Linked DNA regions of Mus musculus: region 1 is linked to region 2. Evidence: chromatin contacts called from public targeted proximity ligation data. All regions are on one chromosome and are shown on one strand. The core of a region is the stretch at or near the end of the contact, and the rest is flanking DNA. Distances in the headings are between cores, read along the strand shown.

Evidence for each region.
Region 1: a contact with region 2 is called in a targeted proximity ligation map of heart atrium, with 6 read pairs. A contact is called at or near these places in 1 of 39 promoter capture datasets (pre-B cells), 1 of 484 Hi-C or Micro-C datasets (nephron progenitors), 1 of 130 datasets of targeted methods (heart atrium) and 1 of 9 other capture datasets (adipose tissue).

What each region holds. Positions count from the first base shown.
Region 1 is chr19:25,427,022-25,430,308 of GRCm38.p6, forward strand. It overlaps Kank1 (KN motif and ankyrin repeat domains 1), which reads left to right. Exons shown (of 14, transcript NM_181404.6): 10 at 956-1,175; 11 at 3,200-3,287. Among named protein-coding and RNA genes, the nearest start is that of Gm26207, 25 kb to the right of the region's middle.
Region 2 is chr19:25,252,257-25,255,295 of GRCm38.p6, forward strand. All of the region lies in intron 1 of Kank1 (KN motif and ankyrin repeat domains 1), which reads left to right. Among named protein-coding and RNA genes, the nearest start is that of Kank1, 17 kb to the left of the region's middle.

The DNA.
Region 1 (3,287 bases), core at 245-2,744, 170 kb after region 2:
TATGAGGCCTTGAGAAATGTGTCTCCAGGGCCTACAAGATGGCTCAGTGGAGTGGGTAAAGATGCTTACTGTCAACCTGACAACCTGAGTTTGATCCCTAGGGCCCATATTGTGACAGAAAGCAGCCAACATCTTCGAGTTGTCCTCTGACCTCCGCATGTGCATCTAACCTGAGTGCACTTGTCCACACACAGCAAATAAAAGTATCGCTAAAGTGGCAGCCATCATGTCGGACTACTAGTGCTAGACTTAGATTGTCCCAATTTGCTCCGTGAGACAGCACCTCACACTGTAGCTCACGTTGGTCTGGAACTTGCTATGTGGCAGCCTAGGCCAGCCTCATCTCCCAGCCTGGTGGGGTAGAAAAGATGGAGTTAGTCGGTCTGGGTCAGGAAGCAACACAGCTGCCGGAGTGCTGATTTCTCCCTAACTCCAATGAACAATCACTGGAAAGATCCGTTAGCTCAGTAAACACAAACAGCTCAAAAGTAGAGACAGGCCTAAGTGTTGACCTCATTATAGATACTATAAAATGAGCGATTTTGTTGCTGGTGGTTTGGGTTTTTTTTTAAGACATGGAAACTAGGATGCAGAATAAGGAAGTTTCTCAGAATCATGCATTCATAAGTAGTAGAGTCTGGCATTGACTCTCTGGGCTCTGGCTCTAAACCCCCTTGCATGTTGTTTCTTAGTGACCACGGTGTGGACGGGGCGATTTAAAACCAGAAGAGGAGAGCTCAAGTTTGTTGTTTGAAGCTGCTCTTGAGGTGCTGGGTTGCAGCAGCTTTTAAAAGCAGATGCTGAGAGTACACATTTTGACTATAAAAGGCCTGGTTGCTTGGGCTTTTGGTTGCACGAGAGAGAGAGAGAGAGAGAGAGAGAGAGAGAGAGAGAGAGAGAGAGAGAGAGAGAGAGAGCTATAAATAGAACTAACAGCAAGTTGGTGTTTTGGCAGAGGATCTGTCTGAACACCCTCCAGCACGATTGGTTCCGAGTGTCCAGTCAGAAGTCCGCCGTGCCAGCCATGGTGGGCGACTACATCGCCGCGTTCGAGGCTGTCTCCCCGGACGTGCTCCGGTACATCATCAACATGGCGGACGGCAATGGCAACACTGCCCTCCACTACAGCGTGTCCCACTCCAACTTCCAGATCGTCAAGCTGCTTCTGGATGCAGGTACAGAGGACCCTGTTGTCCCCCTAAGGGCACTCAGGTTGTGACTTGTCTTCATAAAGCCGGTTGACCCATACCATAGTTCTTTGGCCATCCTCAAGTCTTTTCATTGCTTCTCCACATGACATGGCAAGAATGTTTGTTCTTGAGTCATGGGTGGGAGACCTGAGGTTCTTCAAGCCTAGGCAATAAAGAAACAGAATCCACATCTATTTTGAAGGGAGTTTGTGAAGATATTCTTGCTGCGGGTCAGCTGTCTTCAAATGAGGTGTACCCCTGCTAATAGCCGTGACTCACACTTGTTCCTTGATGAATCACGCGGGCTGGGCTGGGTTGTTTGGGAGGCAGAGTGTTGCTCACAGGCCCAGAGTCACAGCTTTTGTGCATGTGGCCACTCTGTTTGTCCTTGTACGCCAGCCACTATGTGGCTGTACAGAAGTGAGGAGTTAGGACAGGGACTAGTAAAACCACAGTAGAGTCATCACTGTCCCTGCCCAACTACACGTCTCCAGAAGAATCACAGAAATGAGAGGCAGTGTCTCCCGTTACCGCTGAACCTTGTTAACAGCAGTAGTGGGAACGTGCCATCCCAGAATGCAGCGGTGGGGTCACGTTACCCATGAGGTGAGAGGGCAGGTCAGAAGGGGCCCCTTGAGGAAGGGAGCCTTCAGCTGCAGGTGGGGCAGCCCCCAAACCACTTTCATCATCATAACAGTGTTTTTGACAAGCAGCTAACCCGGAATTCGCAGTAAAGGCTAGTAAGAACAAAATGTCAACACCTGATGTATATGATGAAATTGTCTAGTTTCCTTTACTGTCTCTTGACCCAGTGGCCTGATATGCATCACTCCATCTTGGAGTTGTTAGTACAGAAAAAAAAAAAAAATCCAAGCACACATACGGTTTGTTACTGTTCTCAGTTGCTGAATTCCCTTTTCTTGGGGTGTGGGTGTTGGAGCTGCAGCCTTCTGCATACTGGACAAGCACTCTGACACTGAGCCGCCTCCCAGCACAGCACAGCGCAGCGAGTCTTTCAGTGCCCATGTTAGGGAATAACTCCTTCCATCTGATGACAAGAAGCAGTTACAGGCTCCTTCCCTCCAGACTGTAAACAGCTAGGGATACTGTTAAAATAGGGGCATGGGTTATACCCAGGGAAAGTCAGAACAAAATTTCAGAATTGCTTTTGAAATGGCATCTTCTCTGCTCTGAGAACTCTATAGAGTGGATATCCTGGCAAACTGACTTGCTTCCACTGTTAGATGCTCTTAGGTAATCACTTGGTTTTAGTGCTTACTATTTTGAGTCAATTTTGGGCTCCATGAGATGTAGCTCTGGGGCTTCAGCACTGAAGGAGTGGAGGAGCTCAGATCCTGAGGATCGTGGGTATATGTGTGCACCCACTTTGCCACCACACAGTCTTAGCTTTTTACACAGAGGTCCTTCTGTACATCCCATCATGTAATAGAGAGAGATCCCAAGCCGAGCTTTTGCCTCGTCTCATCTGAAGTGTTTAACTTGGTACTCGCTCCTCTGAAAGCTACTTTCCATTTCTCTCCATCCTGGCATGCCATTAAAGCCCTGGGAAGCGTCTCGAGAATTAAAGAACAGAAGAGATCCAGCCCACGGGGTCTGGTGGTCCTTGGCAGTTTCTTAGAGGACTTGAAGCATTAATATTGATCTTACACCACAAGCCCTAGGGTTAGAAGCCATGTGATTGAGTTTCTGAACATGTGCCTGTCTAGATCCCTCGTTACCGCTTAGGCTTCATAGCAAGCACACTGAGAACTTCCTCCCACACCACCAGGGTGTCACACCATAATCACCCCATCACAAGCAGGGAGCCCTGTGGCCACTTACTGTCCATGTCTGCTGCGGCCAGCCTGCTGGGACAGGGCATTAAAACATTTGTTCCCTTTTTAGTCATTTTCAGAGCACTTATTTCATGGGGCTCTTAGAAACATCACACCTCCAGTGAACGCTAACGGTTCCGGATGGCTCTCCCTAAAGAGATTTCTTTCTTGTAGACGTGTGCAATGTGGATCACCAGAACAAGGCAGGGTACACACCCATCATGCTGGCAGCCCTCGCGGCCGTGGAGGCAGAGAAGGACAT
Region 2 (3,039 bases), core at 330-2,829:
ACTGTGAGGCCTCAGCTTATGTTACAGTTAGTTAGATAAAGTCACAGGAAGCCTTCACATGTTGCTGTCCCACTGCTATCTCCCAGAAGCCCCCCTTTTGCAGAGAGATGGGGAAAATGCTGTTAGGAAATGCTGGAATCTTCTTTGGGAAAAATCATTGATTTATTGAATGATATAAAACACGTATAACAAGAACTATTTCAGTGCATTCCCATTGTTCTGAATTTTGTGTATTTTCTGCTTTAATTAAGATGGATGAAATTTCAGGGCTGGAGAAATTGCTCAACAGTTAAGAGCACTCATTGCTCTTACAGAGGACCTGGGTTTGATTCCCAGTACCCACATGGTGGCTCACAACCATCCATGAACTTCTGTGCCAGAAGGTCTGATGCACTATTCTGACCTCTGAAGGCACCGAACACACACATATGGTACACATACGTTCAGGCAGGCAAAACACTCACACATAGAATTAATAAATTGAATACATAAAATTAAGAAAGACCAATGAAGTTTCATCCAGTTTTGAAACTTGCCTCAGGTGTTCTGGAGCAAAGTCATGCACAAGGACACATGGTGTGTGCTGACTCTTGTTAAGACTTTGTTTTTTAAGCAAACAACTTGTTTGCATAAACCTCTGTTTCCAGGCCTCTGTGTTTTCATCAGGCACAGAGAATCCCAGGACTCCATTCCTAGAAGCAGAGCAAACCCTTACCCAAATGAGGAAGCAACTCCCGATGTGCATCAGGCCAGGAACTCGGAGTGGGTATGACCTAACTGAAGGCAAACACCAGAATGGACAGTTACAGGCTGGATCTAGAAGGGAATTTTGAGTTGCTGTGTTCTGATAAGTTATTGTCTAACCCAGCTCCTTTCCCAAACTCTGATGTTTATCCCTGGGTTAGCAAGGTGTGCCTGCTCGCACACTCCCGACCTACCTCTGGCTGCTGCGGCTGCTCTTCGCTTCCCTTCTGTATGCTGAGAGCTTTTGGGAGCCAAACCTGAGTTGGCCAAAAGCTAAACACCAGCACTAATAAATATAACCCTCCCCCAACCCCCTTTCCTTCTCTGACCTTACTTGTCATTCCGCCTTTGTATCTACTGATGAGTGAGTGAGTCCAGGTCCTCCAGCTCATGGCCCACACCCCTTTGTGCTCTTTCCTCTTCCACAGCTCAACTTTGGACGCTTAGCCTGCCTTCTCTGCAGACCGCAGACCCCTCTGATGGCCTTGGCTTGGCTCTAGGCTTGAAGTACTATTGGCTTTCCAGTCATTCTTGCTGATATTCCTCTGGCTCTCCCATAGCTCTGTTCCTCTGTCCAGTTATCGCTTTCCATTTGCATTTGGGTGCCGGGTGACTGCCTCAGACTGGCTCTTCCTACCCTAAGCTCTGAGGTCACCTTTACTTCTCTCTTCTGCACTGCACATTTAATTCTTTACCAGTCCTGGTTGTCCTTCTCAGAATACACGAAGCCACCTCCCCTCTCTGTGCACAGGCCTCATCTTCATGCTCCTGTGTTACCGCAGTCCACTGTGGTCCATGCCTGGCAGCGGTCTTTTATAAGCAAGTTAGATAGTGAGCCATGCAGGCTGGCACATGCCTGCAATTCCAACACTTTGGAGAAGGAGAATGAAGAGGCCAGAGTAGGACCTCACTTTCAAGGCCACCTTGGGTTACATAGTCAGTCACAGGGTGTGGGGTGAAAGAAAAAGAAAAGGCCAGGGAATGTTGCTTGACCTTGTTAGGGTTTCTATTGCTGCAGTGAAACACCATGACCAAAAACCAAGTTGGGAGCGAAAGGGTTTGTTTGGCTTGCACTTCCACTTCCGCATTGCTGTTCATCATCGAAGGAAGTCAGGGCAGGAGCTGATGCAGAGGCCACGGAGGGGTCCTGCTTTGGCCTGCTCCTCATGGCCTGTTCATCCTGCTTATAGAACTAAAGAGCACCAGCCCAGGGGATGGCCCCACCCACAGTGGGCTGTGCCCTCTCCATCAGTCACTAATTAAGAAAATGCCCTCTGGCTGGATCTTATGGAGGCATTTTCTCAATTGAATCTCCCTCCTCTCTGATGACTTAAGTTTGTGTCAAGTTGGCATAAACTAGCCAGCACAGGACTTCTCAAACTCTTTTTGCTTTCTGTTTCCCAACTGACCTCTGTTGCTTTTGATGGGGCACCTTAAGACTCTGACCTGTTCTCCTGTACCCTCCTCCCTTGCTCTTCCTCAGCGATGTCTGTCTGTAGGAGGTGTTGTCCATCCAGAAGTGCCCTGATTCCAGAGGTCCATGCTCAAAGCTACTGTCTCAGTACCTGATTACCCCATGCTGTAAGTGACCATCTCACAGTCTTGACTGCCTCTTAGCAACCCAGCCTTTCCTTTTTTTCCCCCTCAGATCAGCCAATAACTCCTTATAGAATGTGTCTTAGTCACAGGGTTTCTATTCCTGCACAAACATCATGACCAAGAAGCAGTTGGGGAGGAAAGGGTTTATTTGACTTACACTTCCATACTGCTGTTCATCACTGAAAGAAGTCAGGACTGGAACTCAAGCAGGTCAGGGAGCAGGAGCTGATGCAGAGGCCATGGAGGGATGTTCCTTACTGGCTTGCTTCCCTGGCTTGCTCAGCCTGCTCTCTTATAGAACCCAAGACTACCAGCCCAGAGATGGTTTCACCCACAAGGGGCCTTTCCCCCTTGATCACTAATTGAGAAAATACCCCACAGCTGGATCTCATGGAGGCATTTCCCCAACTGAAGCTCCTTTCTCTGTGATAACCCCAGCCTGTGTCAAGTTGACACATAAAACCAGCCACTACAAATGACCCCTTATCAACCTGACACACAAACACATCAATAGTAAGCCTCAACCCTTCGTTCTTGTTCATCCCCAAGGTCTAAACAACCTTACAAGTCCCACAGTCTTTACATAGTAAAAGTTCAATCCTTTTAAAATATCCAATATCTTTTAAAATTTAAAGTCTTTTTACAATTAAAAGTCTCTTAACTAAAATATTTTCTTCCTTCAAGAGGGAAAAATAT